7 separate regions of the Mus musculus genome follow, and all the other regions are linked to region 7. Evidence: chromatin contacts called from public HiChIP or PLAC-seq and promoter capture Hi-C data. All regions are on one chromosome and are shown on one strand. Each heading gives the region's core, a stretch centred on a gene start, on an enhancer-like site or on the middle of the called end of the contact. The rest is flanking DNA. Distances are from core to core; before and after follow the strand shown.

Evidence for each region. Promoter capture Hi-C pulls out the DNA fragments that hold promoters and counts their contacts. HiChIP or PLAC-seq counts read pairs in DNA pulled down with a chosen protein or histone mark. Capture Hi-C pulls out chosen DNA fragments and counts their contacts.
Region 1: a promoter capture Hi-C map of embryonic stem cells shows a contact between it and region 7, with 2.8 times the contacts expected there. The contact joins the enhancer-like site here to the promoter of Ppp1r26 in region 7. A contact is called at or near these places in 1 of 39 promoter capture datasets (embryonic stem cells), 7 of 115 datasets of contacts at active chromatin or transcription factors (VIP interneurons, embryonic basal ganglia, embryonic forebrain and 3 more) and 2 of 9 other capture datasets (embryonic stem cells and pancreatic islet).
Region 2: a contact with region 7 is called in an HNF4G HiChIP or PLAC-seq map of pancreatic cancer cells. The contact joins the enhancer-like site here to the promoter of Ppp1r26 in region 7. A contact is called at or near these places in 2 of 39 promoter capture datasets (embryonic stem cells and hippocampal neurons), 2 of 484 Hi-C or Micro-C datasets (the AML12 cell line and cortical neurons), 1 of 115 datasets of contacts at active chromatin or transcription factors (pancreatic cancer cells) and 2 of 9 other capture datasets (adipose tissue and liver).
Region 3: a contact with region 7 is called in a promoter capture Hi-C map of embryonic stem cells, with 2.8 times the contacts expected there. The contact joins the promoter of Wdr5 here to the promoter of Ppp1r26 in region 7. A contact is called at or near these places in 8 of 39 promoter capture datasets (the C10 cell line, embryonic stem cells, frontonasal cranial neural crest and 3 more), 6 of 115 datasets of contacts at active chromatin or transcription factors (bone marrow-derived macrophages, embryonic forebrain, embryonic stem cells and 2 more) and 1 of 9 other capture datasets (embryonic stem cells).
Region 4: a promoter capture Hi-C map of pancreatic islet shows a contact between it and region 7. The contact joins the promoter of Rxra here to the promoter of Ppp1r26 in region 7. A contact is called at or near these places in 3 of 39 promoter capture datasets (embryonic stem cells, hematopoietic stem and progenitor cells and pre-B cells), 3 of 484 Hi-C or Micro-C datasets (the AML12 cell line, cortical neurons and embryonic stem cells), 3 of 115 datasets of contacts at active chromatin or transcription factors (embryonic hindbrain, forebrain and pancreatic cancer cells) and 3 of 9 other capture datasets (adipose tissue, liver and pancreatic islet).
Region 5: a contact with region 7 is called in an H3K4me3 HiChIP or PLAC-seq map of forebrain, with 6 times the contacts expected there. The contact joins the enhancer-like site here to the promoter of Ppp1r26 in region 7. A contact is called at or near these places in 6 of 39 promoter capture datasets (the 3T3-L1 cell line, the C10 cell line, HPC-7-derived erythroid cells and 3 more), 1 of 484 Hi-C or Micro-C datasets (bone marrow-derived macrophages), 11 of 115 datasets of contacts at active chromatin or transcription factors (embryonic basal ganglia, embryonic forebrain, embryonic hindbrain and 7 more) and 3 of 9 other capture datasets (embryonic stem cells, liver and pancreatic islet).
Region 6: an H3K27ac HiChIP or PLAC-seq map of embryonic stem cells shows a contact between it and region 7, with 8 times the contacts expected there. The contact joins the promoter of Brd3 here to the promoter of Ppp1r26 in region 7. A contact is called at or near these places in 1 of 39 promoter capture datasets (embryonic stem cells), 4 of 115 datasets of contacts at active chromatin or transcription factors (embryonic forebrain, embryonic hindbrain, embryonic stem cells and 1 more) and 1 of 9 other capture datasets (embryonic stem cells).

What each region holds. Positions count from the first base shown.
Region 1 is chr2:27,738,710-27,742,682 of GRCm38.p6, reverse strand. It overlaps Rxra (retinoid X receptor alpha), which reads right to left. Exons shown (of 10, transcript NM_011305.3): 3 at 1,480-1,630; 4 at 740-919. Among named protein-coding and RNA genes, the nearest start is that of Rxra, 63 kb to the right of the region's middle. Within about 2 kb of position 2,257, at least 214 of the 459 cell types and tissues checked have an H3K27ac peak or open chromatin away from gene starts, as enhancers often do. A contact at or near this core is called in VIP interneurons, embryonic basal ganglia, embryonic stem cells and 3 more, where this site is marked.
Region 2 is chr2:27,697,090-27,701,393 of GRCm38.p6, reverse strand. The region is part of intron 1 of Rxra (retinoid X receptor alpha); the gene reads right to left. Among named protein-coding and RNA genes, the nearest start is that of Rxra, 22 kb to the right of the region's middle. Within about 2 kb of position 1,658, at least 118 of the 459 cell types and tissues checked have an H3K27ac peak or open chromatin away from gene starts, as enhancers often do. A contact at or near this core is called in adipose tissue, hippocampal neurons and pancreatic cancer cells, where this site is marked.
Region 3 is chr2:27,513,625-27,517,479 of GRCm38.p6, reverse strand. Wdr5 (WD repeat domain 5) reads right to left here and starts at 2,333. Exons shown (of 14, transcript NM_080848.2): 1 at 2,200-2,333.
Region 4 is chr2:27,674,334-27,678,549 of GRCm38.p6, reverse strand. It overlaps Rxra (retinoid X receptor alpha), which reads right to left and starts at 1,349. Exons shown (of 10, transcript NM_011305.3): 1 at 1,090-1,349. The coding sequence starts at 1,117.
Region 5 is chr2:27,756,586-27,760,751 of GRCm38.p6, reverse strand. Rxra (retinoid X receptor alpha) reads right to left here. Exons shown (of 10, transcript NM_011305.3): 9 at 2,886-2,991; 10 at 1-1,211. The coding sequence ends at 1,064. Among named protein-coding and RNA genes, the nearest start is that of Gm39777, 80 kb to the left of the region's middle. Within about 2 kb of position 2,166, at least 193 of the 459 cell types and tissues checked have an H3K27ac peak or open chromatin away from gene starts, as enhancers often do. A contact at or near this core is called in bone marrow-derived macrophages, embryonic limb bud, forebrain and 3 more, where this site is marked.
Region 6 is chr2:27,473,606-27,477,622 of GRCm38.p6, reverse strand. It overlaps Brd3 (bromodomain containing 3), which reads left to right and starts at 1,950. Exons shown (of 12, transcript NM_001113573.1): 1 at 1,950-2,046.
Region 7 is chr2:28,444,171-28,448,507 of GRCm38.p6, reverse strand. It overlaps Ppp1r26 (protein phosphatase 1, regulatory subunit 26), which reads right to left and starts at 1,662. Exons shown (of 4, transcript NM_001005420.2): 1 at 1,612-1,662; 2 at 526-623.

The DNA of each region.
Region 1 (3,973 bases), core at 1,008-3,507, 710 kb after region 7:
TACATCTTGCTGATAAAACAGGCTCAGAATCCTGCTCCTCAGAGGACCTGTAGGCTAACAGGTAACCCTGCCAGGGATGAAACTGCAAGTGGCCTTGAGAAGAAGGGAAGCCCAAGATGACCCTCACCTGAATTCAGCAGGCTCTGGGAGATACTTGGTGGTCTCTAGGGGCCCCTTCCCCCACTCCAACCCAAATGTACCTTATCTCATGAGCCTCCCTTGCCATCTCCTCCCTAGGCAGGCAGAGATCATGTAGGTACCAAGCCTCTCTTCCCACCTTCCTCGCCCCCACTTCTGCTTCCAGCCTCCTCTGCTGTGCTTCTGGCCCGGTGCTTGCTCTCCAAGCCTCATCTGTCTCCAACACTGCTGGCTCACCCCAGCCATACCTCAAGAGTCTTGTCCTAGGAGCCATGCTGCCAGTGGGACAGACCTGGTCTATCTTGTCTGTTCTAAAATCCTAAAACCTAGCCACACAGCAGAACAGGGAGAGTCTGGTTGGGGAAGGGCTGGCGTGAAGGCAAGCTATCCAGACAGCTGTCTTAACAGCATAGGCCAGGGGCTCTGCTGAGCAGGAGGCACACAGAGAAACCTGCCAGGCTCTACCAGAGTCTGGCAAACTGCAAACTGCAGGCCTGGACTCTGTATGCAAATGCCCCCCACATAAAGAATGCTGAGGAAGGGACAATGGAGGCCCCCTGATGAGAAGAGCATGCCAGGCAGGAGGGTGTTCAAAGCCTACCTTCCCGCTTCATGCCCATGGCCAGGCACTTCTGGTAGCGGCAGTACTGACACCGGTTCCGCTGTCTCTTGTCGATCAGGCAGTCCTTGTTGTCTCGGCAGGTGTAGGTCAGGTCTTTGCGTACTGTCCTCTTGAAGAAGCCCTTGCAGCCCTCACAACTGTATACCCCATAGTGTTTGCCTGCAGGGTGGGGGTAGAGGATGGGTGAACTTAATGACAAGGCCCTCTCTCACCCACGTGTCATGCTGCAGACCAGGGCTCTGTATCCAGGTTTTAGAGTCCTTGTCTGGGCTCAGGCTGGACTCTGATCCTCCCTGTTCATCAGAGAACAGGTCCACCGCTACTACAGATTGGCGCTATGGGTCAGCAGCCCTGAGCACAGCATCCCCAACAATGGTGGTCTTGTGCTCTCTGTGCCTGAGCTATTGTGCCCTGGAAGAGGATGGGCACTATTCTCGGCTCAGGCTTGGCCCAGAGTGGAGGCCAGCAGACACTGCACCTCAGCCATCCATGCCTACATCTTCTCTTGGCATACCTCTAGACCACCCTTCCCATCCTAATGTCCACCTCACTTGAGGACAAAATGAGACCCCTGGAGCTCCCAACCCACCCCTTATTCTATCAGGCACAAGGGGCTACCCTGGGCTCTTGCTTCTCTGTACCCAACCCAATGGAAAAAGCTAGGGAGACTCAGTGAGCTGTGCCCAGGTATTGTGCCCCTGCCCACCAGGCATTCCTACCTGAGGAGCGGTCCCCACAGATAGCACAGATGTGCTTGGTGAAGGAGGCCATATTTCCTGAGGGATGGGCAGGAACCTTGAGGACGCCATTGAGGCCTAGTGGCGGCTTGATATCCTCAGTGCTGCTCACAGGGTTCATGGGTGAATTGAGCTGCAAGAGGAGGAGTGGGGTAGGTTAGCCCTGGCAGGCTGGGGATGGGCACTAATGAGAGCGGGGTCTCCTACAAGGAAAAACTCCCCTCTACAGAGCCTCACTCAGGCCAGAACAGCTACAAGCTAACAGGACCATCCTCAGAGTACCCCCTCATGAGAGCCAGGCCACTGCAGGGTACCAAAGTCCTTACATCTCAGTGATCCCAGCACTCTCGGCACCATACAAGAGGCTCACTTACTCCCCACCACCCACCAAGGAGCTACAGCTGCCATTTAACAATGTGCCATGGGCCCTGGACACATGAGAGCCCGGGCACTCGGCACTCCCCCACCACCCGGGTGAGGACAAGAGGCCCAGGTTCAGGGCTGCAATCAGGCTGGACTCCTCCAGAGTCACACATATCCCCACCACCCTGCATGACAGTGGTATCTGGGGGCAGAACAGGAGAGGAAAGCAAGTGGACACCCCAGACATCAAGCCATAGGGCCCATGTGGCTATCTTGGCCTCAGCACACCCCTCGCCTCTCCCTGCCCGCTGGCCGCCAGGGGCAAGCGTGGGAAACTCACCCTGTCACCCAGGCAACAGCTGCAGCGTCGCAATGACACAGCAGTTTTGGTTCCGCAGCCTCCAGCCTAGCTCTGCAGTAAGCACAGGGCCCAGAGGCGCTTCCCTCAGCCTGCCTATCTGCCAGGGCGTCAGAGCCCGGCTGGGTAGTCCCCCCACTTCTGAAAACCCCTGACAACGGCAGAAAGCCAGCTGTACAGTCCGCACTGGCCTTGTATAGCCCCTGCTGCCCCCCTGCAAGGGGAACCTCCCCGCCTTCCTCAGGGCCTCCTGCCCCATCCCCCACCCCTTTCTCACGGGGCAGGAAAAGAGCAGATTCTGCAGCCCTAGCTGGCCGGCACTGTGACACAGACTGTGAGGTTCAGCAAGGATACCTCATCCCGGTTAGCTTTAGGGGGGCTGCTGGGGAGCCTGGAGATCCACACAGAGAACCAACTCTGAGTGTGTCAGAGGGGGTTGTCAGGACGTGGAAGGTCTTAGCGGCAGGCAGGCCATCTCACTGCAGAAGAGAGCAGCAGTCCCTGTGGTGTTCACTGGCTGAAGGCCCTATGTAGGAATCCTGGGGCGGCAGGGAGACGGGCGGCAGGGAGACAGCCGGCTTTTGCTGGCAAGACTGTACATCCCTCCACTCCACTCACTGTATGGGAAGCCTAACCCTGCAGGTTTCTGGAGGTCTTGGCTCTGGGCAGAATAAACAGCTTGGGGCCCGTGAAACCTGATGTCAGGGCAGAGCAGAGGTTGATCTGTAGCACCGAGCCGGCCCCCACCCCCACCCTGGCCCCGAGAGCTCCACAGTAGGCAACGTGGGAACCCGTGACTTGGAAGACGATTTCTTTGCCCTTCCCAGATTTGAGCTGACGGACCAGGACAGTTTCTATTCTTTCCTTCCTCAGCATCCCCCACGAACCACAGCCCCATCGTCCTGGGTACTTCTGACCCATCTTTCAGGAGACCCAGGACTGGGCAGCCCTCGCTGGAGCCCGAAGACTCCCTGGGTGGGGGCCATCCCATTTCCCCTTTCATATCCTTAGCATTTATTTCAGTTCCACCCCATCACTACTGCACCTGGGTCCCCACCTATCTCTCAGGCACCCTGTCTTCCACTCCTACCTCACCCTGTCCTCCCAAGCCCACTCAGATGAGCTATCCAGAGCAGACCTGCTCTCATGCACTGCACGCTCCCCACAGCCCCGTTCCCCATCTGCCTGGCTATAGCCATCATGAAACACACGCTTACAAAGTCACTGCAGTTCCCACAGTGCGAGATCCTCCCCGTAAATCAGGACAATCAGAGGCCTTGATGCCTTGCTCTCTACATCTGGGCAGTCAGAAATGCTTCCCAGTTGTAAATTACCCAGGGAAGCCAGCATGGACAGACAGACAGTGGGGTCTGGGAAGTAGTGGGGAGCATCCCACTGGGCCCTGTCTTAGTAGAGCCCCCAAAACACATGAGCCACATCAATGGCTTGGGCACCGGGTGGCTGTGGCCTGACATAGCAAGGAACCTCATGGAGCCGAGAGCCAAGAGGGGTCAACACTGAAGCCAGGGAACTATGGAGATCAGCTCTTCATTTACCCTCACTACTCATGGCTTCCAGAGCTAGCAAGGGTACAGAGAAGCTATGATAAAAAAGAGCATGGCCATGCCAGGGGAGGTGGCTGCATGATCAGGCCTGCTTCATGCCTGCACACAGGCAGTCATGCCAGCAGCACCTCAGGCCTTCTGTCTGCTTCTGAAAAGCAAGGTGGGGAGCAGGGGACAGTGTAACAGATTG
Region 2 (4,304 bases), core at 409-2,908, 750 kb after region 7:
AAAAGAGAGAATGGCCTAGTGCCAGGCCCTGTCCCAATACTACTGTCCATATAGACTGGACAATGGCCTGGGTGCAAGAAACCCAAAGCACCTTAAATAATGCTGAAGACAGAGAAAGCAGAAAGAGCTACTTAGCCAGACAAGCTATGCCACGGCCCTTGGGGGCATGGTCACTCAACACCGCTGAACTGCTCAATAGCATAATGGCCTGTGACGTGGCATCAACAAGAACTACAAACATGATGGAGAAAGAGAGCTGCCATCCCTGAAGTGGAAGGCCCCAGGATATCTGCCAAAAGAGATTGCAGCCTGCATAGCTCTTCTACAGCAAATATCATCAATGTAGCCTTCCACAATCAGTGTTGAGCCCAGTGAACAGGCATCCTGGTCCATAGCTCTCCACAGCAGCACCCCTCACATGCCCCAGCCCCAATTCACAGCATCTCCAGGTCATTTTCCATAATTGTTCCCAGGGAGACTTATATAGGTGTTCTGAGCTGTCTTGAGTCTCCTGGATCCCACATAGGTGTAGCCTCAGACCCAACAATGAACCACATCTCAAAGGCACCACTGGGCCCCCAACTCCACCCCCATGCCAGATGCCTGGTAGCCCTATGCTGAAACATTTTAGTCCTCCTATCCTGGAGGAGAGTAAACGGTACAAACGAGTCTTAGTATCATCTTCCCTACCTCAAGAAAGGGAGCTATGCACAGACTACCACATTGAGAATGTTCTGAGTGGCCCACATGGACACAGGGGTACCAAGCACCTCTTAGAAGCAACTAAGGGTTGGAGTGAGGAGCACTTGTGACTGGGCCACACGAGGCAGTTTGCCATACACAGTGATGCAGCACACACATGCACACACAGCCCAAGCCACCAGAGTCTCCTCTCTCCACCTCACTTGCCCAGAGGACTCACACAATCAAAAACCATCAGAAATTCAAATTCTACTTTGGGAAGATTGCTGAGCAGGACCCAGCAGCCCTTCACATCTATTTAAGAAGATCAACACATATCCTCCCCAGCCACGCTGTTCAATGCTGTGTCTGTTCTCATAAAACTTAAATACTGTCTTTTTCTTCAGGCCAGAAACCCCAGCCACCTCTCCCAGTCACATGAGAACCCTGTGCCCCAACTCTCCAGACACATAGAAGATCTAAGCTGCTTGTCCTCCACCTGTACTCCAGGAGCCATTGGCCCGCCATTCAGAGCAGGCCTCAGGAGAAGGGCTGAGTGTCCCCAAGGGGAAAGTACGACTGAGGGACGGACCTCCTCCTGCCAAGCAAGGTGGAAGGAAGAGCCAAGGTCTGCAAAGCTGGCTGATCCAACCCAGAGAAGGGATGAGAGTCCTTCATGTCCCCGAAGGGAGGCAGGCTTCCGAGTTCCCAGCTGACCACACAGGAGTATGGGTACAAACAGGGCCAGCCGGCAGCCACAAAGCCAAAGCCACATTGTATGCTGTGGGGCCTAGCCCTCACACTCTCCCTCTCTGTCAGTCCTGGCAGCTGCTTACTGTATCACCAGGGAAGCTGACTCCAGAGTCAAGCCCACGTCCTGGGAGCTGCAGGATGCAGCCAGGGTGAGCTTGGCCCCGCCAAAGCAAAACAAGCATTGGCCAGCTCTGAGCACAGAGCAGCAGGAGGCCGGGAGGCCCAGACACTTCCCCTCACACGGCCTGCTGCCTTGGCAAGTGGCCACTCTGCCTGCTGCTGGACAGGGGCTAGGCAAGGAAGACAAGGCAATCCAGCCAGGTCCTGTGCCGCCATCTGGGGGCCTGGAGTGGAGCCCCTGCTCACGAGAGTTAAATTAAAACCTATGACCCTCCCATCACAGTGCCTTACAGGCACCCAGGGCCCCAATGCAGCCCTTTCCCAATCTTATCCTTCAGATTCTAAAAAGCTACCTAGAGACTAATCCCTCCCTGGCCTTCTCTGCCACCCCCTACACACCGTCCCCCAGGGTTTTCCACACACCTATCAAATTTAAGCTCCTAAGAGCCAGAGCCAGTTTGCCCTCCCCACTGGACTTATTAGTATCAGTCTCAACAACACTCTTCCTTACAGACAGGCAGACAGGCAGACACACACACACACACACACACACACACACACACACACACAACTAGTGCAGCCTGCACCAGGCCACAGCCTCCATCCATCACCCATGGCTTTGCACCCACTCTGTGACAAAACCCATTCCACGTCACCACCTCTCATTCTGATGTTTAAAATTTCATTCACGGCAACAGATTGGTTATTCCATCTTGGCCTTAATTAAAGAGGGCCCCAGAACGACATTTTAAACAGCAATGTCATTTTCTAATTGACACGGCTCCATTACCAAGAAAAATACGCAAACCCGCCTGAGACAGAGTGCAAGCCCCTCCCCCACCCTCCCAGAGGAGAGAGGGACTGCATAGCTTCAATTTTTAATCTGCTGATGAAATATTCAGGGGCCACAAAAGGATTGCGTTTCCCTGAGGCATGGATCACTGCCCTCTCCAGACTCCCCATGTTGGTAAGATACCGAGTTAGGATGATGGGGTCAGGTGGTCAGGAAGATGGAGAACCCACATGGGTAGCAGCTCAAAACTGGCCTGCTCAGCTACCACGACATATTTGTCCCATACCCCATGCTACCGTCCCACTCTTAGCTCAGGTCTTTCCGTGCTCCCCAACAATATCTGCTCTGTGCAAGTAGAAGACTTCAGCCCAGAGGGACTACATGCCCCAGTGACACCCACCAGGTCTCCCGGCCCATCTTGATACTTGTCTGTCTGAGTTTCATATGTTAAGTCCTACCTATAGCAATCAGGTTTCTAGCATGCTAATTTCCCAAGCAAAGTACTGAGAGCTCAGGGTCCACCGGTGCTAACACCTCTCCATAGCTGGTCCTTTACACCTCAAGGCTACACATGTCTGCACAAAGCCCAGCAAGGTGGGCTTAGAGGCAATGACCCTGAGATAGTGAAGAGAAAACTGTTTACACTGATAGGCTCAGGGGCCTGGTCACATACATGCAGATAACATGCAGGCCCTGGCAGTGCCAGCCAAGCCAAGTCCATCCAAAACCACTGTCAGCCCAGCTGGACGCTGGCTCCGATAGCCACCAGAACCAAAGTGCAGAGAGGACCACGACACTCACCAGAACAGGAACAGGGACAGGGCCCCAGCTCAACCCCTCAGCCTCTCGTTGAATCTCTTCATGCCAGGCGTGAAAGCAGAGCCTACCTCCCATCTGCTCCCATTTCTGCCTCTCAACCAAGAAAATGTCCTGTTGGATGGATGGCTCTAGACCACACAGCCAGACTGCTCCCAGAAAGGTTACCTGGCCAGGGGGCTCCACTCAGCAGGTACCTTCACCCCCATGCTGATTCACTAGTGAGCTCAGGTGGAGCACATAGGCTGCAACCCGTCCTCCATGTGGCACTGGCTGGACCACGAGGTCCACTCAGGGGAAAACACTACTAGAAACCACAGGAAGAACTCTGGCAGTCCCAACAGGACATAGACATCAAAACACCACCAGGGTTGATGTTGTCATATGTATCAGACTCTAAGCTATCACCTCCAAATAAAGAGTAATTCTGCCCTTACAGAAGGGGAAACTGAGGCTCAAGGTGGTCAAGGGGTTGCCAATAGACACCACTGAGGAGTTGGGGACGGGGGAGCAAAGTCAATGTTGCATGAGATGCATCATTGTGCAGCAGCAGCCCAAGGGCTCCCTGAGGCCGGATCTTCTATCCTCTGTGGTTTCCACACCCAGTATAGAGAGGGGGCTGATGTTGCCCAGCTGCCCAGCCTGTTCCAGACAGGCCAGTTAATCAAACACTCTCTAAATGATGCAGCCTAATGCTGCTGGCCCAATGTGCCTGCCCAGCCATCTGGTAGACCAGCTTTCCCTGACCCTGGAGCTGATCAAGCTCTGAGCAGAAGCAATGAGTAAGGGGTCCAGGGAAGGGAGAACAGGACAGGAATGGGGACAGGAGTCAGCAGGCCAAAAGCAGAGGGAAGTACTAAAGGCACAATGAGTAGCGCTCACCACTTCTACTCAAGAGTGGCCTGAATCCACTCTGCCTACCTCCCCAGCCAGCCAGGCTCTGTTCCTCCTCTGTTAAGCCTCCCTGAGGGACATCACACTGCAGACTCAGCACCAGAGAATTGAGATGTAGAGCTACACTTCTAAGGGAAGGGAGCATGCACACCTCGAGGCAAGTTGGCAGGCGCCCATAGGACCCAGCCCAAAGCTGGATGTCACCTGTACAGGGGACAACCCGTGGGAAGTCACAACACCATGGCAG
Region 3 (3,855 bases), core at 1,084-3,583, 930 kb after region 7:
GACCTCATAAACTGCAACATGCCTTTAACAATACCTAGAGCTTACAGAGCACAGGGACTCAGTGCACAAAGTACTACCGAAAGCGCTCCAAGAATAAAACAGAGTAGTCACTGCCCCCATGTGAAAGAAACCTCTGGGGGAGCAGCACAAACAACAGCAGATAAGCTGCAGGTCTGAGGGAAAGTAGTTATTCCAGTCAGCTGGACAGACTCAGCCTGAACATGTATGCAACTGCAACAGTTTACTGCAGTTTACAGGAGGGCCCATCACCTGCACGCATCCAGAAAAGCACACCACCTGACTGGGAAATGAGCTAGTACTCCTCTAACGGAGAGCTACTGAGACATTCCTCAGCCATCAATGTAAGGAGCAATCATAATGTAAAGTCTGGCTTTGAGGTTAAACCTGAAACCTCACATGGACCCCCACATAAGACTAAGATGAAAGGACACCAAAAGAGAACAATGCCTCAAAGTCTTCAATCCTAGAGGAAAGAACAGGAACACCATGCACCACACAGGTGCAGCCAAGCTGTTTTACCTGCAGCCATCTCCATCAAGGTCAAATCCGCTGTAGCTCAAGCCCAGGTGCAAGGATCAGACTAGGGTAGGTCCCAGGGGCCTCTCCACAAACAAAGCTCTTGTGCCCAGGAAATACCAGCTGCTTGGTGCTTTTAGCTTTTTGGAGACAGGGTCTTGCTATGCACTGGTATTAAAAAACCAGTCTCAAGCTTGGTATGGTTGGTGTAACAGGCATAAATCAACTACCAGGCCTGACCTGGTGCTTATTCTTAATGCAACTATGGCCATGAGTTCCCATAGCAACCACTTTTGTGGACCATACAGGTAGCAACAGGAGCTGAGACTTAAGTAATGAAAAGGGCTAGAAAGTCTCTTTCAACCAGCATCTCATCTCCCTACTCCAGTGAAATGAAAGGCCAACAGTGTAGGGCAGATCTATCTCCAGTGTGGGAAGTCTCTAGGAACTAAGCTTCTTTTAGCATATAAAGAGATTCACCTAACAGCAGGTGGATGACCTTGCCAACAAGCACACCACCACCCAGCCCTGCCCATCACATCGTTAATAAGCTGGGTCTTTCAGGAAGACAAATATTAACATCTGAAGACACTAGTTGTAGCACCACCCACTTTAATTCCAGCTCTAAGGATGAAGAGCTCTAAGGATGTGGGCCCCAAACAACCAACCAAAAAACAAAAACAAAAACGGGGAAGAAAGAAAGAAAGAAAGAAAGAAAGAAAGAAAGAATATCAACATTAGCCAATCTGCCTCACAGCATTCAGGAGGCTCAGGAATTCAAAGCAGTTAAATGTGAGGCTAGCATCAACCTGAAACCGGCTCAAAGGAGACCACCACTTTCCAATTCCACAGGGTAGAGTCCAAGACAGAGCACTCAGGAAAGCAGGACTTGGGGAGGGCAGGTCTGGGAGGAAGCTGGGTTAAGCAGGATCCTCAGCAGGTGGTTTGGAGCTGGCCTCCACTGCCCACAAAGGAGGTAGGTAACCGGCAGCCGCAGCCGGGGCTTTACACTAGAGTGAGCCTGACTATGGAAGGGCAGCAGCCATCAGTCTCCCTCCAGTCAAATGTAGACTCCTGGTTTCCACCCTAGTACACAAGTATGGGAAGACAGAATGGTTCAGTCACTCAGGTGAGTGCAGTAGGTAACCCAACAAAGAACTCCAACCCATCCTCTCTGGGCTCCTAGATACCTAGGTACTAGTAGCCTTGGCTTCACACCACTGTGCGCTCAACTGCCCGGCTGTCCCGGACAATGTTCAGAAACCCTTGACCGGTCAGCCCTAGTCAGGTAGAAACTTGCGCTAGGACACAAATGAGGGTTGTGCCCGCAGCACGAGAGGCGCCAAGTGGCCAAGGAAACCTGCGCGACGCTGGCTGGGTGTCCCCGATGAGACAGAGAATTCCACTCCCAGTGACGCCAGTCTGAGGTGTGAGTCTCGAGAAGCTCGCAGGACTAAGGGTCTAGGGGCGTAGCAGGGGCCGCAGTGGAAGTAGCGGGCCGTGGCGGCCACAAGGGGCGGCGGGGTCGGGGCGCGGCCGCAAATGCGGCGTCCGGCCCGGCCCGAGGCCCTCGGAACACGTGCGGCGCTGTGGAGCCCGGAGCCCGAGGGCCCTCGTGGCCGCCGCTCGCCTCGCGCCCGCGGGACCGGGTTTCTCGCTTACCTGCCGGGGCCGCGGCGGCGGGGCCGGGCGCTCTGGCGTCGCGTCGGCTAGCCCTACGCGCGAGAGCAGACGATCTGCTGGACTAGGCGGCAGCGGCGCGGGAGGCGGGAGGGATTGCGCGTGCGCGAGGGGCGGGACAACGGGCGGCGACGAGGGTCAGAAAAACTAGAGGAGGCGGAGCGCCTTAAAGGGGCCGTCTGTGGTTCTCGCTTCCTATTTGACCGCTACTGGTGTTCGGTAACTGCAGACTGGAGCACTCTAGAATTAAAGATGGGTGAGAACGTGCTTAGGTGCCTCTCCTGTTATTCTAGGCTGTGTAGCCAAGCTAACAGTTACAATTTGCCTGTGCTGGCCCGTGCCTGCCCAGGACTGTTGGGAAACCTCTTGGTGCCACTGGTGGATGTCCACGAGGTCCGGAAGTCCGGAGCTCCTGCGGCCTCCCCAGCCTACCGCAAGGCGGGGGGCTTCCTGCCGCTGCAAACCACAGCTCAAATTGAACATACTTGCCTCTCTTCTACAGGGCCATAAGGAGGCTACGCTGTACCACCACCACCACCCCACACAGACACACTCCGAAAAAGGTCTTAGGAGCTACCGCTGCAGGGAGAGATCTACAGTAGTGTCCAGGGAAGGCAGGGCACTACTGTAGAGAAGGAAGCCTGCACGCTGACAAGAGAGGAGCTACCTGACTTAGAAGACAAACAAGAAAGAATGTGGACAGGAAAGGCAAGTGTCCCTAACACAGGGGCTCCAAGTCCTCCAGCTATGCATGCATCTGGAACGATGCAGTTGCACCTGAATGTAGGCTCAGGCAGTTCACATTCCAGGCAGCCACAGCATCCACTACAATCTGGCTCCTGTGTGGCTCTGGAGCTCCATTTTAAAGGCTTTATCTCATTTTCACAAGACAGCCCCTAGCAGGCTGGCCGGCCTGCAGTTAGCAAAGTTTTGACAGCCCTCTTTCCTGTTGGACCACCTCTACTCCTGTCACTAACGGGGAAAACACCCAGAGAGGAGGACACAGGGACAGAAGGAGAACCTGGAGCCAGGTCTGCACCTCTCACTTCACTGTCTAACTCACATGGTCTTAGACTCTTGGAGGTGGCTATGACCTGTGCAGCCTCATCTTCCAGTCTGGGAATATCAAATATAACGCGTGGGGAACCTGTGCAGAGGGAGGGACTAAGCAACTGAAGCTTGAGAATGGAGAGTGTGTGGTTGCCATAGCTACAAGAGTGTGAGAAGACTGACATTGGCCTGGAATCTCCTGCTAAAGGCACAGAAACAGTTCAGACGAATCTGTGTGTCTAACAGACCTATGCCAGGAGCCCTGGATGGAGTGGAGCATGGGATGGTAAGAATAACATCTCCGTATCTGCCTAGCTAACCGGACTGGAAACCAAACCTAATCCTCTGCCACCCACCTCTCAGATAACATTCAAACCTGTCCACCTCCATCCTCATCCCGGCTCTACCTAAGATGTGGCCTTTTCAAAATTCCAGCCAAAGGAATTGCTGAAAATCCAGGTAAAGTGTATGCATAGCATGCAAGAAGCCCTGGAGCCAATCCCCAACACTCATAAACCAAGTGCAACAGCACAAGTATTAGATAGTTAGAGGCAGAAATATTAGAACTTCAAGACCAGCATGGAAGGC
Region 4 (4,216 bases), core at 100-2,599, 770 kb after region 7:
TTTGTGAGAAGGCTGGAGGTTAAGGAGGTACCACCTCCCCAAATCACCAAAAGTCCTGGCAACCATGCTGGGTTCTGATCACCCCTCAGGGTAGCCAAAATGCATCCCAAACCTCATAGGGGGTGGGAGGCAAAGAGGCAATGATCATCGTGGAGCTTCGTCCATAATCTGCTGTCCTGATTTCCAATCAGCACAAATTCTTCACCAGCCTGACAGCCTGGCTGCTGTCCTCACCACCAAATTAATATCTTTCCCGGAGCTCATTTATAAGTCTCCCTACCCTGCTTCCCTCTGGCTCCCAAACCCCAGGGAGAGTAATGAGTGGGGGGCTCTGACCCTGCTTGGTTCTACTCCGGGAGTTGGCAGGCTGTTTGGGGCTGGGTGCTGCTGGCGGGAGGGTTGCAGGACAAGAAAATGATCCTTCTGCCGATGGGTTGTCTCCCCTAAATACTGAAAACTAGGGGTGCCAGAGTGTGGGGCCCCAGTCCTGGGTTTAATCAGAGACCCAGAGTGACCGTGCCCACCTAGGTTTGGTCTGCTGTCGGGGAACGGCAAGATCGCAGACTCTATCCTGGGCAAAGAGACAGCCAGGGGCCAGCGGCCTTCTCCAAGCCACAGCCCGACGAGCCGGGAAGAGCAGTGGCCTCCCGGAGCCCAGCGCGTCGTCCCCATCCCAATGCCAGGGAGGCCCGGAGCCCTCCAGCGAGCTCAGAAGTTGCTCCTCCGGCGTGGCTCGGTTCCCGGATAGCTAGAGCTGGGCGCCCCGGGGGTCCGCGGAAGCGCGAGGCGCAGCGTGAGGGTCCCTCTCCACGTCCCGAGCGAACCTGCGCTCGCGCCAGCCCGCCGCCCACTCCCGCTCCTCGGCAAGTCAGAGGCCCGGCGTCCTCGCCCTCTCCCGCCGCGCGCCTGGGCCCGGGAAAAGTTGCCCTGTGCCCACTCGCCTCCCCGGGCCCGGCGCGCTAACTCTCGGTACCGCCACGGCTCGGGGCCAATGGGCCCGGCCGGACCCCCAGCGCGCGCTGCGCACGCGCCCCCGCCCCGCCAGCCCCGGCCCCCTCCCTCGCCCGCGCCGCCGCGGCCAGCACTCACCGAGCGGCAGGAAATGTTTGGTGTCCATGTCTGCGACTAACTCATGCCCAGCCGGCGGCGGAGCAGCAGGGCGGCAGCGCGGCGGCCCCCGGCGCGGCCCGCCCGGGGCCCGGGCGGCGGGGAGCCGGCGGCGGCAGCGGCGGCGGCGGCGCGCGGAGGCCGCGGCGCGGCGAGTTGTTGCAAAAGTCGCCCAACAATGTAAACTACTTGTGCCTGCGCGCGCCCCGCGCGCGCACCCGCCGCCCGCGCCTCCGCCGCGCGCCCGCGACCCGCTCCGGCCCGGCCTGCAGCGGGGCGGGGGGGTGGGGGGGGAGCGGCGGGGGGCCCGCGACGGGCGCGGACTCGGCGCAGCGCCGTCGCCGCCACTCGCCCCGCCCGCAACCGGTGCGCGCCCCGCCCGCCGCTGCCGCCGCCGCCGCCACCACCACGGCCACCCCGCGCTCGCAGCCCGGCCCCGAGTTGTGAGCGCCCTGCAAACTTGCAAGTTTGCATCTGCCAAGGGTTCCCAGGAGCCGTGGGGCGGCGGCGTGGGAGGAGGGCGGGGCGGTGGGGTAAAGCAGCCTTCCCTTCCCGGCTGCCCAAAAACCCGGCGGCCCGCGGTGGTGGTGGAGGAGGAGGAGGAGAGCCGGGCCGGGAGGAGAGCCCCGCGGCCGGGCCATTGTCTGCGCGGACACACAAAGAGGCCGGCCGTGGCCGCGCGAGGACCCTGGTCCTGCAAGGCTCCCTGCAGAAGAGCCGAGGCCCTGCGCATCCCGGTGGACACATGGGGAAACTGAGGCCGGTGAAGGGCCGTGAGCCAGAGGCAAGCAGCTGGGCAGGGAGATGCTGCCCTTTGGACGTCCCAGTCCCCTTCACCTAACACGCGAGAGGCCCAAAAAGGACCCTGGTGTCTGACCGCAGGCCAGACAGGCAGAGGGGGGCTGGGGTGCTGCTCGGGGTACCCACGTTAACACGACGGCTCTCACCCTCCTCAGAGGCGCGGGGCTTGAAGGGCGCTACTGCCGGCTTCGGACATCACCCGTGGCCCCAGGCTATTTTTATACCTTGGTTAGCTCTCTGCCCTGACTTAAATTCATGATTTGTTTGTTTAAAAACGAAAGGAAGCACTCCTACCCAGGGAGAGCCTGGGCCTCCTCCGCAACCCGCCCGCCGACTTGGGCAGCTGGAATTCGGATTTGGGTGTGAGCTACCTGAGCGGAGCCAAGCCAGCCTCCCTAAGCGCAGAGTTCCCCCTGCGCCAAGCCAGGCAACCGGCAGTCCCGCCTCCCTCCACTCCCAGCTGGTGCCTGCCAGACCAAAATCCAGCGTGGAGGCCCTGGCAGAGGGGTTTACCAAAGTCCACAGGCTGCACAGAGTAGGTGCTGCCCAAAGAGAACACCTCCCCTCAAGACAAAAAAGAAAGCTCTGCGTGGGCCCACTACCACCGTCCTCCAGGACTGCACTTTTTCTCTGTAAAAAGCAATAGTTGGCCGAACTTGGTGGCACACGCCTTTAATATCAGCACTCGGGAGGCAGAGGCAGGCGGATTTCTGAGTTTGAGGTCAGCTGGTCTACAAAGTGAGTTCCAGGACAGCCAGGGCTATACAGAGAAACCCTGTCTCAGAAAAAAAACAAAAAACAAAAACAACAAAAAAAGCAATAGTTGTGGGACTCTATCTTAAAGATGTCTTTTAGCAGCCTACCAGAAAAGCTATAGACCTGTCTTAGAGAAAGGCCATGTCTGGTCCTCCTATGTGGGCTGGGAAACAAAATGGGGTTGCTAATGCCTTGGGTTGCACTACAAACCAGGCCTCCTTTCCCAGGTCATCACCTGGGAGTTCCCTTAGTGTGGCACACAACTTGGGGTGCTTCTGGTAGTGCCTGCATCAGGTAGCACAGCTCCATTGGACCCACTGGCCAGGGAGAAAACCCCCAGATTCCTTCCTTGACAGGGCCATTTTGAGACTCTTATGGCAGGCTGTGAGGGGGTAGAACTAACTCCCTGTGTCAACAGCAAGGCCAGAGAGCAGAAAGAGACTATAAGCTTTACCTTAGGGACGTGTTATCACAGTAGAGAGCTAAGACCTGTTCTTCAAACTCCTGGGCCATCCTCGCCAGGGCAACACGTGGTGACCAACAATAAAGTACCAACTTTCTACCCTGGCCAGTGAAATCTGGGCTGCAGACAGCCTGCTCACGCTAAGTTTCAGAACAGAAAGGATCAGGAAAGGTCTGTGGGGGTGGATAGAGAAACTTCAATGATCTCTGTCCCCCAGTATTGTGGGCCATTCGTTCTACCAACAAATATCAGCAGGCTCTATTGAAGACTTGACCCTGGGTTCTCACAGAAGGTGTGGTTAAGATGGGCAGGGCAAGGGCACACCCCAGCTCTGCCTTGCAACTCTTTGGTGGCCAAGCCAGGCCACTCTGCTCTTGCCCTCAGTTCCCTGACCTGGAAAGTGCAGACAATCCCATCCTCCATACTGGGTCTTTGAAATGACTAACCAGGCAATATAGAGACTGTTCAGCCAGGATGAGGCTTGCCAGAAAGTAGATATTTTGTCACAAGATAGGGAAGACTCATAGGCAAGAGTGGCTAATTATGACTGCAGAAGCCTTGGATCAGGATAAAGCAGTGCAGGCCGAGCTAAAGCACCATCAACAGGGACAGGGAGGCAAGGCCCAGGCAGCCATGGACTCTGGTGACTTCCTCATGGCTGGTCCTTGAGCTGTGCCATGAAGAAAGGACATGTTTGTCCCTTTGAGTCAGGATGACACACCCAGGTAGAAGGACTGGCATGAAGTGACCTGGGGGTGGGAAGAAGCATTAAGCCGCCTGGCCATCCCCAAAGCTGGCAATGGCATTTGAGGTCACCTCAGATGGTGGACAGCCTGATTTGCTGGTATGAACACCCTCCCCATCCGAGCCCCACCCCCACCCTCACCTCACCCCTTGCTGTGGGAAGCTGTAAGTGCTGGGAGACAGAGAGGCCTAGGCAGGCAGGTTTCCATGTGGGGACTTTAGCTGGGGACAAAGACAGTGGCAGTTTCCAGAGGTAGTACCTGCTTCTAAGAAGCCCGGCCTCTGCAGGATATAAGTGGACAGTGGCAAACACAGCGGTCCAGACCCTGCTGATCCAGATCAGTC
Region 5 (4,166 bases), core at 917-3,416, 690 kb after region 7:
AGGCATGACAGAACCATTGGGTCAGATTCTGAGCAAACACTGTCCACAGACACCACCATTCCAAAAGAAGTCCCAGAAAGTCCCTGTCTGTCAGGATTCTAACAGAAGTGGCCAGTCCGAGAAAGGGCCCATGCTAGAGTCCCACACAGAGCCTGTTGACTCAGTCACACCAGGACAGCCACCTGCCATGCCTTCATGGTTCAGCTCCAAGTCCCTCAGGCCACCTTCCCCAAAACCAGACAACAGCCCTCCTCTCCTCCCTGAGCCTCAGGATGCCCAGTGTCCCACAGGACCACTGAAGTGGAAACCCCACTCTACGTGAGCCAGGGCAGCCCTCCAGGATGATTGGTGGTGCCATCTTGAAGACCAGAAAGGAAGATCTGTGATAGGGAAAAGCCAGGCTACTATAGTTGGCTAACCCTGGATTGGTGAGACATGAAGAGGGACGATGACATAAAAAGGAACTGGTCAACTGGGGGACATGACAGAGGACCTCCAGCCCACGCAGCCTCAAGGTGGTCCCAGAATCCTGCTTGGAGTGATATCTCAGGGCATCTTTGGAAAGAGGCTTTATAGGTTAGCTATGACCCAGGAGGATACGGCCTGCCCCACCTGCTCCTTCTTGATCCCAGGTGGATTCCCACCCTAACTGGGTACCAGGACTCTGAACAGGCCAAGATGGGGCACTCCAAACAGAGGTGCCATGTGGGATGTCGAGAACCAGCGACAGCAACCAGCAACCAGAACAAGCCCTTTTCCCAGCTCTTGCAGCTCCAGGTGCTGAAGGCCCCATGACGAACCCCACGACCCTCGGGGTGACAGCAGCATAGCCTTAGAGCCTGATGTAGGGCAGGAGCTGGCCAGGTGTCACACCAGCTCTGCTATGGCCCTGGGCCAAAGGCAAGCATGAGTAAAGATGGCGAGGATGGTGATGCATCTTTTGGGCCCATAAGGACACTGCACCCCAAAGATCCACACGGGCCATCAGAAAGGGCAGGGGCAGGGCTGGAGCTGAGCAGCTGTGTCCAGGCAGGGCACGGGACCGGCACACGGCGGCGGGGGCCTAGGTGGCTTGATGTGGTGCCTCCAGCATCTCCATGAGGAAGGTGTCGATGGGCGTGTCCCCGATGAGCTTGAAGAAGAACAGGTGCTCCAGGCACTTGAGCCCGATGGAACGCAGTGCAGGCAGGCGGAGCAGCAGCTTGGCAAACCTGCAGGACAGGAGAGAGTAAGGACAGGCCAGGAGGCAGGGAATGCTCCCCTCGGAGTGCTCCCTGCTCTACCTGGTGACTTGTAACTTCCCCGGAGACCAGCCAAGCCCAGTGCCTGGGACCAGAACCTGGTCTGCAGAGGAAACTGCCTAAACTGATGCTCCAGGAAGAAGTGGGGACTAGAGAAAGGAGGCTCCTTGGAGACAAAAGAGCACAAGGGGCAGAGGAGTGGCAGGGGTGGAGTGGGGGTGCGGCAGGGGTGCAGCAGGCTGAGTTGCATCAAGATCCTAAAATGAAAGGAAGAGCCAATGCTTGACTACTGTCGGCCAGGACAGGCCTGGCAGGGGTTGGGAGAGCAGTTACGAGTGTGGGCTTGCTCCACGGGCAACGGGGAGCCTTGATAGAAATTTCGGCAGGTAAGAGCATGAACATGTTTTGTGCATCGGAGAGGCCTCTGCAAGAGCGGCTGTCTCGCTAGAGGCAGTGGGGCATGTCCTAGGAAGAGGCACCAGGAAGCTCTGTGGGCAGCCTGACTGGTAGTCAGTCACACGCATGGTACTCGGGGTGACTGACAGTGGAGCCAGCAGTGAGCTGGGAGATCCCCTGCTTCAGCAGGAGCACCTCCCTGGAGAGGACCGCAGAGGCCTTTGGGTTCCTTTACCCCTGGAATGTTTCCTGGGCAAAAGACCGATAGGCATGGGAAAGGAATCTGAGAACTCATGGAAGGTGGACAGACAAGAGAGGACAGTGTGGTGTGGGGACAGGACCTGGGGTCCCACGTGTGACCTCTGTGTCTGCTCAGGGCCTCCCTATATACTGGAGGGGGCTCTGGGCCTCATTAATTATTAACAATGTCTTTCATTTCCAGGGAGGAAGCCTTGTGGCTGGCTGCCCCGCAGTCCTCAGTTTAAAGGCACAAGCGTAGCTTGGAGGCTGGAGAGGTGCCAGAGAACAGGCTGTTTTCTGCTGAGCTGGCGAGATGGGCTAAGGCAGGAAGCCAGGAAAAACAAGCCGCTGCCACCCTCCTGTCCTCCTCCGGGAAGTTTCACTTTAAACCAAACCAGATGAGGGCTAAACAGCAGTGTGGACAGTTAACCATGTGTGTGCCAGGCAACGAGATTGGTTAGTGTGCCCATCTCCCCGGTCTTCCACTATTCCACTCACACCTAGCCTGCACACTGGGAGACTGCAAGAAGAAGCAGAACTGAATCCTTGGAAAACACCATTTCTCCTGGACACCTACTGTGTGCCTAACACTAGACTGTGCACCCAGCACTGAACATGACTAGATGCCAGTCTTCCTTAGGCCAGCAGAAAGAATGTGTTCTCCAGTCTCAGCCACGTATTATGCACAACTGTACAGCACCTACGCTGTGCTGGCATTTCCAGGTCACGTAACAGGTGAAGAACATAAGGCTTCATACTCGTAAATAGCAAGGACCTACTGTGCACTAAGAAATGGATCAATTATCTCAACTGGGTATAGGGGGAAGTGGGTAGTCCTCAGAGCTCATGAGTCCAAGGGCTGCCTAGCTCCTGCTCAAAGCCTGAAAAGCACCCCAGGCTGGTTTAAGGAGGACACCATTGTTTTGTGGCATACAGAGGGCTTTGGAGATGTGTGGCTGAGCCCAAGGGTAGAGGCAGGGGGCTGTCCAAGATGGAGGCGGGGCTCACCTGCCCGGCTGCTCAGGGTACTTGTGTTTGCAGTACGCTTCTAGTGACGCATACACCTTCTCCCTCAACGCCTCCACCTCAGCAGGGTTTGAGAGCCCCTTAGAGTCTGTAGAGAAAAATAGCCTCAGGTCAGAGCCCCCAGACTATCTCCTATCCACATGCAAGCATAGCAGAGAGTGTGCATGCTACACAACTAGATATGGCTGCCCTGCAGACCCATAGCTCCCAGACCAGGAGGATGGGTGTTCTAGAGTCATATTATGTCTCCATTCGGCCACTTGAAAGTCAAGTGACCTTAAACCAGTACCTTGTCATTCAGGGACTTAGTTTCCCCATCTTTCTCCAGGTGGTCATGAGAGATAACCAATCCTCTCACTGCCCTTGGGCCTGGTCCCAATGACAGGAAGAAAGCTGTAAGCCCTTCCCTGAGGATCTCCCCATACCATGAGCCAGGAGACCCCTCCTCAGCGCCTAAACACTGGCCACAATACAGGCTAGAGAAAAACCACAGCCATAGTCATTAACACCATCAGGGCACAGTGTACCAGTAAGAATGCTGAGGGCACTTTGGGGTCTGGGAGCTCTTTAGAATACACAAGACACCTTCAACTGATCTAGTCCCTGACAGTCCCTCCCTATCCCTCGGAGCCCCAGCTGAGGCCTCCCTGGTTCACCATGCCTCCAGCCAGACCACTCAGACCTAACCTGAGAAACTATCAGGTTGGCTCAGGAATGAGCTATCTGGGGTAGAAGCCTATATCCCTGTCCCCCCATATTTTCTACTCACCATGTGCAGGGCTGGTGAGCCCCGTCAGCCAAGCTTCCAACCCATATTCAACCCCTCCCCTGGCAGACAAGGATGGACTTTCAAATACAGAAGCCCATGCATACCCTGCGGCAGCGAGTGCTCCAGCCTCCGCGGCTTCCTGGAGCCTAGTCAGAGCCACCCACAAGCCCACAGCCATCTCTTGAATCCCTGAATTTCTCCCCAGGAAGAATTCCACGCTCTCAGTTGTGTGCTCCCATCACCATGTGGACTGGCCACCAGTGGCATCTGCCACCAACCCAGTGCTGTGAGCACAGGCCTGGGCCACTCTTCACACCACAGCCTCCCACACAGAAGACAGTCTCGGCCTCTGTGACAGCAACAGCTTGGAGGCCCTGAACACTGCAGCTCCAGAGCTACCAAAAAGATTTGCTGTCCTCAAGAGGCTGCTCTGCCCTGTCCCCAAATATCCTTGAAGCCAAGGCCTGAGACAAGTTAGCTACCCTCAGGACACC
Region 6 (4,017 bases), core at 701-3,200, 970 kb after region 7:
ACACATAGTTATACATAGTTACACACACATACACTGTTACACACACAGTTACACAATACACAGTTACACACACAGTTACATACACATACACAGTTATACACACACCTAATTACACACAGTTACACACACATAGTTACGCACATGTACACAGTTATACACAGTTACAGTTACACACACATACACTGTTACACACACAGTTATATACACATACACAGTTACACACACATAGTTACACACATACACAGTTACGCACACATGCACAGTCACACACACAGTTACACACACTGTTACAAACACATAGTTACACACATGTACATAGTTACACACACACATACATAGTTACACACACACTCACACACACACACAGAGTTTTCTGGGTTTTGTTTAAAAAGTTAACTGGCAAGTCCCTTGTCCTAGTAGCCAGAGTGCTCAGTGTGTCCAGAAAGGTGAGACCCAGATGGCAGGAATGATAATAGAACCTGCAAGGTGACTGCAGTTCTGCAAGCTCCCAGTCATGGCTTTGCTGGGGAGCCTGGGTTCAAGAGTTTAAGGACTCTAACTTAGAGCCTCCCAGGTCTTGCTCTCCTACCCTGTGTTCAGTCTGCGACTAAACAGCAGGGCTTCCTTGCAGTGGCCACCTCGCCCCAGGGTGTGAGAAGCACCCATGCTGTAGACCAAAGAGGAGACAAGAAGAGCCTGGAGAGGCTCCAGCTTGTCCTCAAATCTCTTCCAAGGACCCTGGGCTTGGAGCTTGGGACCTCTGAGACCAAGGATGTCACTTTGCCTTCTTGAGCCTTTTTCATTTTCAGGTACAGAACATATTCGTTGTGTATGTGTGTGTATGTGTGTGTGTACGTGTGTGTGTGTGTGTGTGTGTGTGTGTGTGTCTGGTATTTAATACCATAACCACCTGTGCATTTCTTGCATGCAGCAAAGTGCCCGCTCAGCCAGAAATAAACTCAGTGACACCAGGATCTTGGAATAGGTCCAGCTCACAGCAGAATTGGAACCCTGCATTGGCAGGCAGGTTCAGCGGGCACTGATGGAAAAACTTGTTTTGTTTGTAACGTTTTTGTTGGGGTCTATCACACACCCACCTTAAATTACAACTGGATAAAAACTGACTAACGTAGGCACCATTGTAATTTTCACCAAAACCAAGATCTGAAGTGTGACCCCGTCCTAACCCTTTCAAAACGCAGAAAAAGGGCGGGACTTAATCTCATTCCTGTCTTTCCATAGGCACATGGGGACACACTGAGACTCCAGAGAGGGAAAGTTGGCTGGCACAGCCTGAAGCATCCCTTACTGGTGTCTAGCTTTGGAGAATCCGCCTTTTTCCGGCACCACCAGCCAGGTCTCTTACGGAGTCCCCAGGTCTTCAACCCGCCCCAGGATTTTGGGGCGGGATTGATCGCGACTCCTCCCTGGCAAGGACCGCCCTGCGCGCGCCCTCGCCAGGCTAATTAGGCGCGCGGTTTGTTTACAAACATGGGCTGGGGCCGGTGCGCGCCTCCCTGCTTGTGAGCATTCGGGGTTTGAGGGAGGCCTCGGGGTACCCGGGTAGTGACCCCAGGGTGCTAACTGCGTTCCCGCCTTTCCCACGTTTTCCTAGGCTTCTGGAAATCCGCCCACCAGTTCTTATTCCCTGCGTGTGGCTGAGAACGCTAAAGTGAAGGCGCGCGGGCGGGCCAAGGTTCCAGCGTCGCCTCGGGTCCTGGCGGGCAACCTCCCAGCCCCGCCCCCACGCGCCCCTAGGCCGGGCCCGCTGGCGGCCAGGGCGGCCGGGCGGGCGGCCGGGGGCGCGCGGGGCGGGGCACGGCGTGGCGCCGGCGGGGCCGGGACATGTAGTCCGTGCGCCTCGGCCTCCCCTGGGCGGCCCTGGCGCGAGCCCGGGCGCGGACTACGACTCCCGCCAGGCGCCGCGGCGTAGCGCATGAGCCCTGTACAGCTCCGGCGCGTCTATTATGCTGCCGGGGCCGGCGAGCCAAAGAGGAGCCGGCCGCGCGGGCCGGGAGCAGACGGCGCTGGAGCCGCCTAGGCCAAGTACGCCTTTTTCTCGTTTCCTTGTACACTCTGGGCGGCGGCGGCGGTGGCGGTGGCGGCGGCGGACTTGGCTGAGAGAACACGGCCCGGAACGCATGGTGCAGGCCTCCCGCGCGTCTCGAAGCCCGGAGCCCGGGGCCGCCGCCTTTGTGCGCGGCCGCGATGCAACAAAGCGGGGCGGCCGCCTGCCCGGGGTCGCAGCGACTGCGCGGGCTCCGCTGCCCTCCGCCTTGCGCTGTGCGCCCGCGGCTTGCCGGTCGCCTCGGGCCGGACTGGGAGGCGTCGCCTTGGTCGGAGCGCCCAGCCTGGACTTGGCACAGCCCGCGCTCTCTGCGCCAGCCCTCCCTCACGGAAGGGATTTTTTTTTCCTTTCCCCTTTTCCTCTGCCCGCCATCTTCCGAAGGGGACTGCCTGGAGGATGCGCGGCGCGGGAAGGTGCGCGCGGTGTGCCCAGGGTCGCTCCGGCGCCACTTAGGGCGGATCGTCGCAGGGCAGGCCAGGCTGGGCCTGGACACCGCTGGAGCCTTGCAAGTGGGGCAGCCGCGGCGTGGCTTGGGGGGCGGCGGCTGCATTTGCAGAGTTATGGCCCGGGAGACGACTTTGCGCGCTTACGAGTTACTGGATTATTGCAGCCAGGCCAGGAGGAAACCCAGTTCATGTTTTGAAATCAGCCTAAACGAGTACTTAATCCGGGCGAGGTCGATTCGGATTGAGGTGGAAGGGGTGGGGTGCACGTCTTTTTCTTACTTCGTGTATAACACGCAAGCTAGTTGGGTGAGGAATGCGCACCCCAAAGCCTCTCGTATGTAAGGTTCTTGAGGATTCCCGGTGAAAAATCCTGGCGGCTTGGGGAAGTTCTCTCCACCAGTTGCTGCGACGGGGGCAGGGCTAACGAGGAAGCCATAAACAGTCTTCTTGCCCTGGGGCGGCGGGGGGGGGGCGGTAAGGAGCGGGAAGGGGGCTCACTGGGAGCCGGGGCATACCTTTTGTGAGTTCATACTTTAGGGCTCAATTTTAAGGCTCTGCCCTTTGCAATTTTGATTAAGAGCTTTCTGCCAGAAATAAGTGCACAGCTGTTGTTTCTCTACCTTAAACTTCTTAACTGTATAAGTTTGTGTCTCTGAGGTCATTCTTGTGTTCTTCAGTGGCTAACATGGGACTGGGTGCAGGAAGAGAAATGAGTGAAGGAATTGAAGGGCTCAGGTCCTGTCCCCCTTAACCCATGAGGACAAGCTGGTTGTTGTGTCGTCCATCCCCCCCCCCTTTTGTTTTGCACTTTCTTAGTGGTGTGCATTACTGGGGGTGGGGGTGCCCCTGAAGAGATCTGAGATCTCTGCTGTGCTGCTTGAAGTGAGTTTCTCACAGGCTTTCCAGGGTCCAGGAAAGGAAGGACTCCAAGGATCAAGCCCCAAGCCCCAGTGACCTTTTTTGAGTGGCCCTGAGTGTGGCCTCTCATTCGCAAATAGAGGCCTGTTTGCTGTTTGTTCTGTTGGAGGCCTTGATGTGCACTGTTGGCTGTAGATCATGAGAGGTGAGGTACAAGCTTGACAGTTCAGGAGGTGGGGGTAATTTCTTCCTGACCTTGCTTATAAACTCCGGGTCCACTGCTTTAGCAAGACACCAGGAATCTGTGGCGATCCAGACCTAGCCCCACATCCGGGGAATTCAGGAGAAAGGCATTAAAAAGCTTTTGTAGGGTGGATGACCAGGGGGTGTGCCAGTTCGTTCATTTCCCTACCTATATATCTATTTACTTTATTTATTTTACTTTTAGGAGATGCCAGGTTTACTTTCACAAAGAGTAACTGCTTTCTTTCCACAGTGCAGTATCCTGTTTTGGAAATGAGCTTTGAATGAGGGATGGAGCTTGTAAAAGTGTCCTCCCTCCCTTAGATGGTGAAAATGGGGGGGAGTGCTGAAAGGAAAGGCCCTGCCTGGCTTGCCTCTACTCCGGCTTCTGTAAGCCTGGAG
Region 7 (4,337 bases), core at 413-2,912:
ATTTGCCTCCCCTCTAGTGAGAGCCGCAGGATGGAGGGTGCTTTCCTCTACCAGCTACCCGAGCTCACATCCTGGCCATCCTCAACAATCACTTTGCTTTCCTGAGACTCCCCACAGGCACAAGGCAGTGGGAACTAAAGGGAAGAGTAACTGCTTTCACTGGCTGGAGGACCTACCGCTTCTTTGCTGTAGGTGGTGTTCAAACTGCAATACTATAGAAATCACGTAACATTTGCAGGGCTTAACTGTGAAGGGTCTGAATCGAGTAGGGTGTGGTGGGGTATGCATGCCTTAATCTCAGGTGAAGGCCAGAGGATCAGGAGTTCAAGGCTAGTACTGGTTCCTTATCTAGTTCAAAGACAGTATCTGGGCTACTTGATGCTGTCTCAACCCACCAAAGTAAACACAACAAAAAGTGCTTTCCCCGTTGGGGCAGGGCAGGGTGGGATGGGGTGAGTAACATTAATATCTTAACATGACAGCAGGTGCAGAGCCGAGGGAATAAATCAGTTTATTTCCACTCACCTGCTCACAGCTTATAACGATGGACCCAGAACTGAGCTCCTCTGACAGTCTTAATGGTTGTTGGTCCAGCTACCTGGTCAATCTTGGGAGCTGTCACTCTGGAGAACCATGAACTTCACAGTTAGAAATGTGAGCTGAAGCCAGAATTGGGGCTTTAAACTGGAGGCTCTGGGAATCAGGTTTCCAGGGTGGTTGTGGGTACAATCATCACCCCTCTCTGCCCCCCCCCCCCCAGCATGGACTCTGCACTTAACTTATGATGTAGAGGGCCCTGTACTCCAACTTAAAGTGGGTGTGGGTAAGATTTGGTCCTTAGGAGCCAGAGGTGCTGACAAGATTCGGCCCCCAGAAAAATTGTTGTGACTGCCAATCCCTGTGCACAGTGCTGGAAGCAAGGGGAGACAGATCCCCCTGCTGCCTGAGTACTGACTGCTCTTCTCACTGTCTGAGAGGGAGCCGCAGTCTGGTCTTCAGCAGGTTAATGCCAACCCTTCTCCAGTCAGTGGCAGGGCCTCCGGCTGGTCTGTGCCCCCATCCATCCATCCCCCCCGAGTAATTTTCTGGGATCCCAGGCTTAGGGAATCCGGGAGTCTCGAAGCTGTTCGTGGCAGGTCGAGAAGGCAGCCTTGAAGGCCAGGCCGGCCTCAGTGACCGGGAGCCCGCCCCTCACCTGAGCCACACCTGGGCCCGCCCGGCGCCCGCTGGCTCTCGAGGAACGCAGGGCGCAACAAGCGCCAGGCATCCGCGAGAGGCGCCTCCCGGGGGCCGGGACCCTCTCCCGTGATAACACCAGCCTCAGCCACCAACCCGATCCGGACCCTGCACGCCGCGGCCTGCACCACGAAGCCAGCCCAGCTGCCCGCCCTGCGCCCCGCGTCCCGGGAGGCGCCGGGCCCGGAGAGCGGGGAAGCACGGACACTCCCGCCCCGCCCTCCCTCGGTCGGGCGCCCGCAGCCACCGCGGAGTCCCGCGGGGACTCAGGGGCCCGGCGCGCCGTGGGAGCGCGGGAAAGGAGGGCGGGGCCGGCGCGGCGAGGGGCGGGGCGACCCCCACCCCCCACCCCGGGCCGTCTCTCCCGCCACCTACCCGCGGCGGCGGCGACCGCGCTCCGGAAGCCGTGCCCGGTGGCTGGGCATCATGGGAATGGCACGGCCGAGTTCCGGGGGAGGCGCGCGGCCCGGCCGGACCCCCGCCCGCGAGAGCGCGCCCACCTGCACTGCGAGCGCCCGCGCTCGGACACGCACGGCGCGCGGGAGGAGCGCATGGGGCAGCTTGGAAACGGCCGCGGCGCCCGCGGGACTCGGAGCCTGCGCGGGGACCCTCCTTGTCCTCCCACCCGGGGCCTGGCGCAGCTCCGGGCGCCGAGAGCGTGCGCAGCCCAGGGGTTCAGGAGGTCGCGCGCGTCGGCAAGTTGGCCACGGCGAGAGGCGTGGCCGTGAAGAGAAGGAGGGCGGCCGGACCCTCGCACATACCTTCTTTTTGGTCCAGATCCAGTGGCCCCCGCGTGCCTGGCATCTGCTCACAGTTGCCCTTCCTATCCTCAAACACAGCAAAGGTGTGCTTCCTTGCCTGCAGTTTGCACCCAGCTCAAGATTGTGCTTAGTTTGCCTGCTCTGGACACCGCGGGGCCTTCTGGGCTACCCAAGTCCCTTTACATTGTAGAACGCTTCTATATGTCTATGCACAATGCCCCCTCTCCCCACTTTAGCCAGATCTTAGAGTGTGCTTAAAGATAGGAACCCTGAGGCTGAGGAGAACTAAGCAACAGGAGTCATGCAGGGTGACCTTGCTCCACATTCACACCAGTGGTCTTAGGAACAGGTGGGATAGGACTAGCTTCCGCCAACGCGGTCAGGATTATACAGTGGAATTTCTTGGCTCTGTGGCACACTGTATGTGATGTCGGAAATCTCCCTAGTTTTCTTTTACTTTTTAGACATGTCTGGAGATTCTGTATTGATCATGTCAGGGAACAAGCCAGGCTCACCCCCGGCCCTAGGCACTCACCCTGTCTGATAAGGCAGAGGAAATGATTAGAGAGTGCCAGGGATCTGACAGGAGAAACCCCTAGAGACTTGTTATATAAATGAGCCTGACCTCAAACTTACACAGATCCACTCGCCTCTGTCTTCAGAGTGTTGGGATTAAAGGCAAGTGCCATCACACCTGGCCTGAGTTTTTGTCACTATGAAGTAATATTATGAACATTTAGAGAGAATTACACAACCAATAATACCATCACCAAGATGTAGCTGTAGGCCTATTTTGGAATGCTTTTAGTGTTGTGAGAAACACCTTTGGGTGTCCCTGAAGCCACTCTGTGTATGTCTCCTGGTCTAATGCCTAGAAGACAGTAGTCTGCTTGGGAGAGATGCGAGGTGCTGACACTTGGCAGGTGCCCTTCAGAGATGAGGACTGTTTGGTTATTTTCTACTGCTGTGAAGAGACACCATGACCAAGGCAACTTATAGAAGAAAGAGTTTATTAAGCTTACGGTTTCAAAGGGTGAGTTCATTCCACCATGGCAGGGAGCATGGCAGCAGACAGGCAGGCATGGTGCTGGAGCGATAGCCGAGAGCTTACATCTTGACCCACAAGCCTGACACAGAGAAAGCAAATTGAAACCTTTGAAACCTCAAAGCCCATGCCCAGTGACTCACCTTCACTAAGACCACACCCCCTAGCCCTCCCCAAAAACAGGTCCACCAATCAGGGACCAAGCAGTCAAACCTAAGAGCCTCTCATTTTGTCACCACAGGGATCTACCTCACTGCCTTCAGGGTAAGCAGATATTTCCCACTTCCTGCCAGCTTGTAGAGCTGCCGTACCACTGAGTCTGCAGCAGTCTCACCATCTCCCTGTCCCTCTCTCTCTTCCTCCACCCCTTCCATGCTTGGTCGGTAGCCTTGAACTTGCAATTCTCCTGCCTCAGCCTCTGGAGGGCTGACATTACAAGGATTATAATCTTTTGACTTTGGAGTTATTCTTTCTCCTCATCCTCCCTTCTTTTTCTTCCTCTGTGGTACCAGGGATTGAACCCAGGGCCTCTCATATGCTGGGCCAGAGCTCTACCACTGGGTTTCACCCACAGCCAAGGGTTACTGTTTTTATCTGTTGGTTTGCTATGCACAATTTTTCTGTTTTTCTGTAGTTTAATTTGTCAGGTGATTGACAGCTGGGCTTGCATAAGCCCGCCCACAATAGCTTTGCCCATGATGTGTTGTTAGTCAGTCTTTCTTTGCTGTGGCAGAATACATGAGTTGGACAACTTTGAAGTGGGAAAAAACAGGTCTGGAGAGATGGCTTAGCTGTTAAGAGCACTTACTGCTCTTTCAGAGGATCCAAGTTCAGTTCCTAGCCCCTGTGGTGGGTAGCTTAGGACCAGCTGATAAGTGGCTCCTGGGGATCTGATGCCCTCTTCTGGCTCCCACAGGCACCTAGACTCACATGCACACACACTTCCACAAATAAAGTAAAAGAAGGAAAGATTTATTTTGATTTAGGGTTTTGGAAGTTGCCCTTCTTGGTTGCTTGGCCATTTCTTAACCCTGTGGCAAAATAGAACATGGCAGAGCCATGTGGTAGTGACCATTATTCACCTTACAACAGCCTGGAAGTAGAGCAAGAGGAAGGTCCTGGGCTCCTTTACCCTGATGACGTAACTTCCTGGCTCTAGACCCATTTCTCTTGTGTCCTGGTTGTACCCAGAGTCTCATGCTTGTTTGGCATATGTACCACCACTAACCCATGTATCTAGCTCTCTGTTTAGTGTTTAAACATTTAGAGAATCTCCTAGGTTGCTTAGGTTAGCC